Regions from separate parts of the Hordeum vulgare genome. Here region 2 is linked to region 1. A link is a contact called in public Hi-C data. All regions are on one chromosome and are shown on one strand. Each heading gives the region's core, a stretch centred on a gene start, on an enhancer-like site or on the middle of the called end of the contact. The rest is flanking DNA. Distances are from core to core; before and after follow the strand shown.

What was found. Hi-C and Micro-C count contacts between places; a contact is called where the count stands out from the background.
Region 2: a contact with region 1 is called in a Hi-C map of seedling, with 9 times the contacts expected there. The contact joins the promoter of LOC123402827 here to the promoter of LOC123402780 in region 1. A contact is called at or near these places in 3 of 6 Hi-C or Micro-C datasets (leaf and seedling).

The regions. Positions count from the first base shown.
Region 1 is chr6H:62,688,268-62,693,909 of MorexV3_pseudomolecules_assembly, reverse strand. It overlaps LOC123402780 (DNA repair protein RAD5A), which reads right to left and starts at 2,064. Exons shown (of 20, transcript XM_045096741.1): 1 at 1,344-2,064; 2 at 1,104-1,237; 3 at 876-1,011; 4 at 382-435; 5 at 162-308; 6 at 1-77. The coding sequence starts at 1,883.
Region 2 is chr6H:63,330,837-63,336,478 of MorexV3_pseudomolecules_assembly, reverse strand. It overlaps LOC123402827, which reads right to left and starts at 2,242. Exons shown (of 6, transcript XM_045096785.1): 1 at 2,100-2,242; 2 at 884-1,655; 3 at 699-757; 4 at 458-586; 5 at 35-170. The coding sequence starts at 1,588.

The DNA.
Region 1 (5,642 bases), core at 815-3,314:
AGCTGCAGCATCCAATGAAGGGCCTGCTTCTGATAAGGGCGCAGATCGCACTGCAGAGCCTCAGGTGGATCCCTCTCCTTTAAGGGATAAAAGGGCGCATTACTGAAGTCAGGACAGCCAACTTATGTCTGAAAATGACAAAACTAAGATTGTTAACTTACCTCCAATGCAGAACTGTCTGAGATTCCAATTATAACATCCAAATCTGAATCTGAAACAGTTCCCTCAGCATGGTCATCTTCATTTCCGCTAGAAGATAATTTCATTTTCTCAGATGTCAACTTTGTGGCTGGCTCCCCGTTACTGCTCTGTTCAGGCAGATGTGAGCCCAATAGTTCTTATGACAATAGTAGTGTAAAGCATGAGCCAATAATAGTTTACCTTTCTTTCAATTGGTCGCTTTCTGGAATAGAGATCCTCGGGAGTAAATGCTGCCTGTTATTTATTTGAATAAAATTAAATGAAAAGAGAACTAGAGCAAGTGATTCTGGCGCAGAACGCATAAGCAAGACAATTGCCCAATTTTATACAGAACTCCTTGTGCCTTGGCAATTGATGCCTTTATTTGCATTCCATATCTCTCCAATTATGTAATATACATGGTTATGAAGTAAAATACACCTCTTTCATACTTCTCAGTTCTACTTTATAGTTCATCATCCATCGACGATATTTTCTATCAAAGCAAGAGATCGTAGGTACTAATGATGACATTTTACAATCCTTTTTTTGCTAGAATGAACAAGAGATCATACCATCTTGCAAGCAATCATACCAGCGAGCAAAGCATTTAATGTAATCATGACCTTGTGAATAATGTTTTCATCTTTTATCAGTACATCCTTTAGGGACGCAACAAACTGAAGACCGCTCACCTTCATAAAAGGGGTAATCCCGATGACTTTGAAAAGTGCGGGGAGTGGATGGAATGTGGAGTCCTCCGTAGCAGCACGTGTTGCCTTGGGCGGTGACTGCTTTTGGTCACGGAACATGGAGCTGTTGATATATATGCTGCAAAATGCACAACCACACTGAACTTAATATACATGAGACAGCACAAATGGGTACGGTGGATAGTTCCTTATCGGTAAAAATTCAGATACCTAGCAGACAAGAGGACAGTGTCCATGATGCTAAGAACCTCAGGAGCGGATTTGCACAGGGCCTCGACTTTGACCTTCCCCTCCTTGAGAAGGGGTAGCAGACACCGCGCCCACTCGTTGGGGATACGACCGACCTAGAAACAAGAAGTCATTATACACCACTAATATACATGATGCGATGCGGTGCAGCATCAGAGAATGGGGAAATAAGCGGTGATGACCGAGTAATCAGTAATGTACCTCCCCGTGTTGCGGGGTTGAGAAGCGCATAATCTCCGAGGTGCAGGAAGCGAGGGCAAAGCGACCAGGGCGGCCCTTGCCCGATGCGGCGGCTGCGGTCGCGGAGCTGGGGAACGAGAAGGTGACCGGTTCCCCGGCGGCGATGCGCCTGCCCTTGCAGGTGGACAGGCCGGCCATCTCGGCGCTCCCCACCAGCCACCAGTGCTCGCCGCCGCCGGCGGGCGCGGGGTTGGACTTGGGCCTAGGTTTCCCTGCCGCCGCCGCCGCCGCGGGCTTCGGCTGCGCGGGGGTTTTGGGCGGCGGGATCGATTTGCTGGGGGGTTTGGTGGGTTGGACGGGCGGAGGCTGGGGTGGGGGCGACGGGGACGGCGACGGCGGCGGCGGCAGGCTGTGGTGGAGGTCGAGGAGGATGTTGATGGTCTTGGTGGGGTCGTCGCCGGCCATGTGGAGCGCGCGGATGATGTCCATCTCCGGCGTCTCCTCGCCGAGCACCGCGCGCACCGCCGCCACCTGCTCCGCCCTCTCGCTCTTCTTCGCCATCAGCCTCGCACCTCCGATTTGCTCGCGAAATTTTCCCGCGAAACAGGCCCGCTTGGCGCCGCCTATACAGCTTCAGCGGGAAGGGGAGACAAATTGCCGCCTTGACCCACCCTTTTCCCCTTTACGCTCACTGCTGTGCTGAGCGGCCTTGGCTGGCTCTGCGCTTCTCGAGGCCGCTACTCTGCGCCGGTCGACCGGCCTAGTGCAGGCCGGATCGGCCACTCCCGGAACCGTCTGATTGGTGCAATAAGAGCAACTCCAACCCACGGACCCACGGACCCAAATAGACGACGACTTTATCAATTTTTTATTCGTTTGGGTCTGCCCGACGGACATCAATGTCTGCTTTGGCGTTTGGATCGGTCTGACGAATACCAACATCTGCTTCGGCGTTTGGGTCGACGCATGCGCCCAACGCTGGCGTGACGCATTTTTGTCAACGCGTGGAAAAAAATAAAGCATTTCTAAAAATAATAAACAAATAACAATTAAACATTAAAAGCCGGCCACGAAGCCAACGAGAGTCCATGTGTCTCTATTACATTAATTAAACATAAAAAACTAAACTATGAGGCAGCCCTAGGCGTCGTCGTCATTGTCGGGGCCGGTGAGGTCAGCGTAGGCGCAGGGCCGGCCAACGGGAACGCCTTGTTCCAGAGCGCAACTGTCTGCGCCTCCCGCTGAGGATACACAAAACGGGTAGGCCCATGAAAGGTCGAAATACCATAATTGTATGGGGTCCACACATGAGGTGGGACCAGACAAATACATACATAGTATCCACTCGGACGACGGTAAACCACTTGGCCATATGTCTCACTCGGATATGCGAAGACCAACAAGGCAGTCGAAGCATCATACTCATAGTGGAGGTTTCGTAGTGGTTTGTCATCATGGCACTAATGTTCCATCTTGTAACAAAGGAAATGAGAGAGTGACGCACTCTATATAAGCCACCCCACCACATAGCTCAAGGGCTAGCTTCTTCTCCCGTTGCGGGCTCATTCTTCCCCTGGAGCTCTGGCTCTCTCTAGTCTCAGGACTTAGCTAGGAGATCTGTTCTTCCCTCTCTCAAATATACCATGTAACTCATGTCCATGATAGATAAAACGAAGCCTCTCCGGAGCACGAGACGTAGGGACATTATCTCCACCGTGAGAGGCCCGAACTCGCTAAAATCACCGTGTCACCATTTGCATCTCGATAGATCATGCTCCTTTATCCTACCCCTTTCTATTGTCGGAATCGATACCACGATACCTCTGTCGTCTGTCCCGTCGGCGCGGGCAATGCTGGTGGCGGTGGCAACACAGCACGGGCGCGCTCCTCCTCTTCCATCTCCCATCGTTCCTCCTCCGCCTCCTTCTCCAGCGCCATCTGTCGAAGGCCTTCGGTGCGCTCCGCCGACAGGCGCTGCAACTTCCAGTGCAGGAGGTAGGCTTCCTCCTGTTGCGGTGTCGCGCCCAGCCAGATGGGCGGCGCGCTGACCCACTCGCGGAGGCAGCTGATCCACTGGTAGACCTCCCGCTGCGGCTCTGTAGGCTCGGTCTTCGACGGAGGTGGCACGACGTAGTCGCCGGCGGCAGACAACGCGATGGTCTCCATGAGCAGCGCCTCGTACGCCTCCTCCTCCTCGGCCTTGCGCCGCTCTTACTCCTCACTCTCACCGAGAATGGCTGTCAGCGCCGCCTGGTAGGAGGCCTCCGCCTCCTGGTCCTCGTTAACGACGGGCGGGGGCGGCGGAGGGCCTCTTGGCTGCACGTCACGCATGTCGCGTCGGCGCTCCTCCTCGTGCTCGACCGCGAACCAGAGCTCCCAGTGGGAAGAGTCGCCTACGTAGATTGGGTTGAGTCGTTGCTCCGGCGTCAGCAGACGCCGGCGGCGACTCACTTACACGTTCATTTTGCATCATGCTTTCATATTGTTATTTATTGCTTTTTGGGCTGTTATTTCACTTCACGGTACAATACTTATGCATTTTCTCTCTTTTTTTGCAAGGTTTACATGAAGAGGGAGAATGTCGACAGCCGGAATTCTCGCCTGAAAAAGGAGCAAGTTTGAGATGCCTATTCTGCGCAACTCCAAAAGCCATGAAAATCAACATGGATTTTTTTGGGAATATATAAAAAATATTGGGCCGAAGAAGTGCCAGAGGGGCACCAGCAGGTGGCCACAAGCCCGCTAGGCGCGGCCACCCCCCTAGCCGCGCCTAGGGGGCTTGTGGGCTCCCTACTGGCCCACTGGCTCCCCTCTTCTGCTATATGAAGGGTTTCGTTCCGAAAAAAATCAGGAGGAGGCTTTTTCGAGGATTCGCCGCTGCCACGAGGCGGAACTTGAGCAGAACCAATCTAGAGCTCCGGCAGGACGATCCTGCCGGGGAAACTTCCCTCCCGGAGGGGAAAATTGTCGCCATCGTCATCACCAACACTCCTCTCATCGGAGGGGACTCATCACCATCAACATCTTCATCAGCACCATCTCATCTCCAAACCCTAGTTCATCACTTGTAACCAATCTTCGTCTCCCGACTCCGATTCGTACTTGTAAGGTTGCTAGTAGTGTTAATTACTCTTTGTAGTTGATGCTAGTTGAATTATTTGATGGAAGAGTTTATGTTCAGATCCTTGAGGCTACTCATTACCTCTCTGGTCATGAATATGATTATGCTTTGTGAGTAGTTACTTTTGTTCCTGAGGACATGGGATAAGTTATGCTAATAGTAGTCATGTGAATTTGGTATTTGTTCGATATTTTGATGTGTTGTATGTTGTTTTTCCTCTAGTGGTGTTATGTGAACTTCGACTACATAACACTTCACCATTATTTGGGCCTAGAGGAAGGCATTGGAAAGTAGTAAGTAGATGATGGGTTGCTAGAGTAACAGAAGCTTAAACCCTAGTTTATGCGTTCCTTCGTAAGGGGCTGATTTGGATCCACTAGTTTAATGCTATGGTTAGACTTTGTCTTAATTCTTCTTTCGTAGTTGCAGATGCTTGCGAGAGGGGTTAATCATAAGTGGGATGCTTGTCCAAGTAAGGGCGGTACCCAAGCGCCGGTCCACCCACATATCAAACTATCAAAGTAACGAACGTGAATCATATGAACATGATGAAAACTAGCATGACAGAAATTCTCGTGTGTCCTCGGGAGCGTTTTTCCTCCTATAAGACTTTGTCCAGGCTTGTCCCTTGCTACAAAAGGGATTGGGCCACTTTGATGCACCGTTGCTACTTTTTTTACTTGTTGCTTGCTACGAATCATCTCACCACACAACCACTTGTTACCGATAATTTCAGTGCCTGCAGATATTACCTTGCTGAAAACCACTTGTCAGATCCTTCTGATCCTCGTTGGGTTCGACACTCTTACTTATTGAAAGGACTACGATAGATCCCCTATACTTGTGGGTCATCAAGACTCTTTTCTGGCGCCGTTGCCAGGGAGTGAAGCGCCTTTGGTAAGTGGAACTTGGTAAGGAAACATTCATATAGTGTGCTGAAATTTATTGTCGCTTGTTGATACGTCTCAAACGTATCTATAATTTTTTATGGTTTCACGGTGTTATCTTATCTTCTTTGTATGGTTTATGGATCTTTTTATATCTTTTTTGGAGACTAACTTATTGATTCAGTGCCAAGTGCCAGTTCCTGTTTTTCCGTGTTTTTTTGACTCTTTTCAGATCTGATTTTGGAACGGAGTCCAAACGGAATAAAATCCCCGAAATGATTTTTTCCCGAACGAAAGAAGACCAGGGAGCCT
Region 2 (5,642 bases), core at 993-3,492, 640 kb before region 1:
TAACTCAATGAGAGGAGGACAGGCGTAGGCTTACATCCACTGCTCTTTGGGCTTCCCTCTCTATCCAGATAATGGCATGGTCAGAAATTGCGTTGCAAGAAAGAACAATGTGCTCGAATCTGCCATCCACTGGAACTGCTGTTCTAACGGCAGGGGGATATCTTCCACATCTGCAGCAGTTATTTCAACAAACTATAAGTCTCAACCAATGTTATAAATCCAAGCAAGAAAAACAAAAACTAAAATCACCCGGGACCTCTATAGCATTTCTCTGTTTCACATACTCCGTCCGTCCCGTAATGTAAGATGTTTTTTTGACTCTACAGTAGTGTAAAAAAACGTCTTACATTATTGGGACAGAGGGAGTACTTGTTAGTTGTACCAGCTAATGAACTGAACAGTACCTTCTATTTGTAGAAAACTTCACTAAAAACATTTCAGGTAAAAACATGCATACCTGAAAGGTTTCCTTTCAACGATGTGGTAAAGCCGGCCTGGTGCGTACAGACGCCTTGGATCCCTCAACATGACACTTTCAGGTATACATGTAGCTATGAGGCAATTCCCGCACAGAAGGCATGGCAAGCTGTACAAATTAAGGGGACTGCATCAGGCACCCTGAAAAGATACAGACTAGAGACAGAGTAACAGGATCCCCCTGCAAGTATGAGTTACCCCGTTGATCATGGTTTCTTTACCAGAAAAGTGACTTGATAATGTCTTCCAACGGAATGTCGGTGCGAGGAAGAAAATCATCCTGTGATTTACCAAAACAAGAATCAGACAATATAAGCAGAATTCAGTTGGGCTGTTTATCTTGACAAATGATAAAAGAAAAATGCTGCTGATGATGGGGGTGTACATTATGGACAAAGCTTAGCACCTGAAGAATGACCGCGTTAATGACGTCGGCATAACGGACTGCCAGATTGAGCGACGTGCACCTGGGGGGCGCCATGGCGAAGCACCGTATCCTCCTCCTCTCCACGCCACCCAGCCGCTCCCTGTCGCGCACCGCCAGCAGAGCCAGCATGGCCGCGACGCCGGAGCCGAGGGAATGCCCGGCGAACGTGAGCGTGTAGCCGGGGTTCCTGGCCAGGAGGTCCCTGAGCACGTCGCACTCGGCGTCGAACACCCACTCGGCGGCCTTGAGCAGGCCGTTGTGCACGTAGCCGCCGTCGAAGCCCGCCTGCCCGATCCTGTTGTCCAGCAGCACGGCGTAGTCGCTCTCCTTGGCCATGTCCATGCCGCGCACGGCGAGCACCACGTCCGCGTGCCGGTGGTCGAGGTACAGCAGGTACGTCGGGGCGCGCCCCTGCGTGTGCTCGGGCGTCCGCCGGCGCAGCACCCACCGGGGATCGATGCCGTAGCCCCCCGGCGGCGCCCACTGCGGGGTCTCGAGGTCGTCCTCGTAGACGGCGAGGATGAACCGGCATAGCCGCGGCACCGGCTCGAACTCCCCGGACGAGGCCAGGCCCCAGGTCTCGCTGTCGTAGCCGGTGGTGTGGAGGCAGCGCTGCCACACCCACCGCGTGCATGCCAGGCAGTACACGCACTCCACCACCGGCAGGCAGCACGCGATGGACATCGTCGTCACATCCACGTCGGTGGGAGTTCACTGTTCAGTGGTCTGACGACGCCGACAGATGGAAGGGCTGCAAAAGAAAGAAAAATATACCATATTGTTGGGTTATCCAGAGAAACATTCAGAAAGGATATGCTCGCTACTGGGGCAATGAAGTTACTGGGGAAACGGTAAACTGAGGATGGATTTCGAATGCAAACAGACGGGGATTGTGAATCCTATGTGTGTGTGATGGGAAAATCGCAGGAAATCCTGAGGGGATATCGAATTCCAGCCGTGAGATTCATCGATTAAGCTAGGGATTTGCTCAGCCGAGACAACTAATTGCCAAAGGGGACCTCTATCCATCAAATTGCAGCATTCTATTCCATCCCCTGTTGCGGCCGCGACTGTAAATAGATACTGAAATTACCGAACTAAACTTCTCTTGCTGGACTTGCGGAGCTTGGAGCACATCCGAGACCAGCAAGAAGGAAAGGGGGGATGCTGATACTGATAGTGGAGGACATGTTACCTTGAAGCGGGAGGAGAGGCATCGGAGACGACGAGTAGGTAGCGTCCGTCCACTCGGTCACTCTCGGGCACACACGAACACTAGCGAAGCGGCGAAACCAGAGGCAGCTACCTTTCTTTGGGTCTTGGAAGGCAACCTGCAACTACAAGTCAAAGAGGGGAAATCACCGCAGCAGGGGACGTGTGGCTATTTTATTTTTTCGCTCCCTCACGCCAATCACTCCACATGATGCAATCCGTGTCACATACAGTAGGAAATTTACTCCGTTGTCTCCGCAGTTTTTTTTCCTTTATCATTTCATTAATGCAAGGAATTATAACGGATACAGATAAAAATAGGCACCCTTCTGTGCCGGCGCACCCGCGCGAGCGCCTCCGCCGGTCAACGAGTGACCCTACGATGCAACAGCTGCTAGCCATCAGATCTGTTTGTCTCTTCGCCAATCTCTTGCATCGTCTTCCTGTGTAAAATTGCAGCGTCACGAGCGCTATTGACCCCGGCAGTAATTTCCCGTGAGGCGACTGAGCTCGAAGCAGCACAACACACCCCGTGCTCGCCGGAGCCGCTCATCGGCGCGCTCGCCAGCACGCTCGTCGAAGCCACTCGTCAGAGCTGCTCATCGGCGCGCTCGTCGCCTCTCGTCACAGCACCCTCATCCCTCCCTTCGTCGCTCGCCGCTCGTCGTCGTCGACGTCGCCGGTTTGAAGCTTTTTTCACTTTCCTTGAAAAAAATCCGCGTCACTTGAAGCTTTTTCCACAACGGTTGAAGCTTTTTCCATGTCGTTTGAAGCTTTTTGCTAGTTGTAGCAAAAATGACAGGCTTTCCTCGTTGGTCTGTGGTTGAAGCTTTTCAAACATATGGTTGAAACTTTTGAGTCAAGGATTGCAGCTTTTTGTGTTTTGCTGGTTGAAGCTTTTTATATCGTCGGTTGCAACAAATCAAATGAAGAACGTAGCAAATTTGTATAATGGTTGTAGCATTTTTCCATCATGGTTGCAGCTCGCCATGCCGACGCTTGTAGCAAAGAGCATAACGGTTTTGCAACAAAATAGAATTACGGATGTAGCAAATTTGTATAATGGTTGTACCATTTTTTTCATCATGGTTGCATCTCGCCATGCCAACGCTTGTAACAAAATTTTCGTCAACGCTTGAAGCTTTTCTTCATGCCGGTTGAAGCTTTTTCAATGCCGTTTGAAGCTTTTTGCACACCGCTTATAGCTTTTTTTAATAGATGCATACACACAGATCCGTCCATGGCAGGAGGCAGCCATGGCATCTCCCGTGGCTCGGCCCGAGCACCGGCGATGGTGGTTTTGCAGCAGTGCCAGCAAAGGGTACGAGGGCGTGCGGCGGCGCATGCGAGTGGGGGGGGCGACGGCGGCCTGCGCAAAGGGGACGCCAGCGAAGGTACGAGGGCGTGCGGCGGCGCCTGCGCGGGGGGAGGGGGCGACGGCGGCATGCGCAGAGGGGACGCACGCGATGGCGGCGCCTGCGCGGGGGGAGGGGGCGACGGCGGCATGCGCAGAGGGGACGCACGCGATGGCGGCGCCTGTGCGGGGGGAGGGGGCGACGACGGCCTGGGCAGAGGGGACGCACGCGACGGAGGCGCCAGCGGGGGGGGGGGGAGGGGGCGACGGCGGCCTGCGCAGAGGGGACGCGCGATCCGCCCAGATCGGACGAACACGGTGCGTCTGGCCGAAACGGTTCGACCGGCGCGCCGTGTATAAACGTTTCCCAATAGAAATACAACAGATGACACAAACGCAAGAAATGCATGGAGCAAAGAGACAAGAAATGATGGACCTGGACAAAGGATACAATGCAACAATCCACCAAGCTCGGAGCTAGAGAGGTAAGTCGAACCAACACAACATCCAACATCGCCAAAAGCCAACATCGGGGAGGCCGCGTGCGAGTAAGATGATACGTTCATGAAGAAGAACGATGTTGTGGCGCCGTCGCCATCCTGTCCAAGGAACCAAAGTTTTCCCTCAGTTCGAAGAGGGACAGAAAAAGGCCATGGGAGCGCCTTGAGGTAAGCCATCATCCGCGAGTGTCGACATTGGCAACCCGAGCAAAGGTGTTGTCTTGGCTTGAGTCTGAGCAAACTTATAGCCGCCGGATCAGGGTCCGGAGATGAGGTAGTTAGGCCGTTGGTCGACACCGCCTCCTTAGTAAGGGAGGTGGGGTTGCACTTGCCGTCGGAGAGTGGCACCCGACACTGCTGGACAAACAAGCTTAGAAGTGGCGGAGGTAGACACAAACTACTGGGAGGCCAAGCGTAAACGATGCAAATCTGGGAGGCCAAAAGCTAATTTCCCCCTCATCTAGGTCCTCAAAAAAAAATCTTCAAACTTTTTTCCAAGGCTGGGGGGGGGGGCAGCGACCCCGTGGCCTCAACATAGCTCCGCCGGTGGAGCTTAGGATTAGGCACAAGGGCGAGGCATGGAGGTAGACACCGTTTGAAAGACGATGAGGCGGAGAGAGCCGATGCAAGGGAAGAGACATCGTCGACGAATTTAACGAGCTAGGAAATGGAGGGTATGTAAATCTGAGATGTCGGGGTCATAGCCGTTAGGACACGTGCGAGCCGAGAAAGATGGAATGGATGCAACTACCATATTATCGGACCGAAACTGCATCGGTAGAGGAAACTCATAAGCAGTTGATGACCCAAAGTGTAGGGTACTGCAACAGTCTATGAAGGAAGTATTTCAAACCAAATTTATTGATTCGGCGCCAGAAAAGCGAAAGAATATTTATAATAAACCTTAGCAATTGAGTTGTCAATTCAATAACACCTAGATAAATAACTTGTTTCACAAAAAATATTAGTAATAAAGTGATATGATAACATTATTAGTCAAAATAGTAACGGTAATAATATTGCAGTAAAATAAAAAATTGCAGATGTAGTAATTATAAAGAGAGCAATGATAATGAAGAATGTAGGCATGGAAGTAGATAATGAGTGTTGCGTGGATGAGAACATTTATGCAATTGTCATAACATAGAGCGACGACAAGCTAACTCCAATTCATGAACCATATGTATGTAGTTATACATGTTTGGTGGTAAAAATTTGTACAACATCTTTTGTCCTACCCTTCCTTTGAGCAGGTTCCTGATACGTCTCTAACGTATATAATTTTTATTATTTATGTTGTTATATCATCAATATTGTATGCTTTATATGTTATTTTATATCATTTTTGTACTAACCAATTAACTTAGTGCCTAGTGTGAGTTTGTGTTTTTTGCCTATTTTTTGTTTCACAGAAAACCATACCAAACGAAGTCCAAACGTGATTAAGTTTTACGATGATTTTTTTGGACCATAAAAGATCCTAGAAGCTTCGAGGGAGCACCAGACGATGCCCGAGGGGCCCCACAAACTAAGGTGGCGCGCCTCGAGTGGTAGGGCGCACCATGTGCTTGTGGGACCCCTGAGGCTCTAACTTACCTAATTATAGCACTATAAATTCTCTAATGTCTGGAAATCCCAAAGTGAGACTTTTACCACCGCCGCAAGCCTCCGT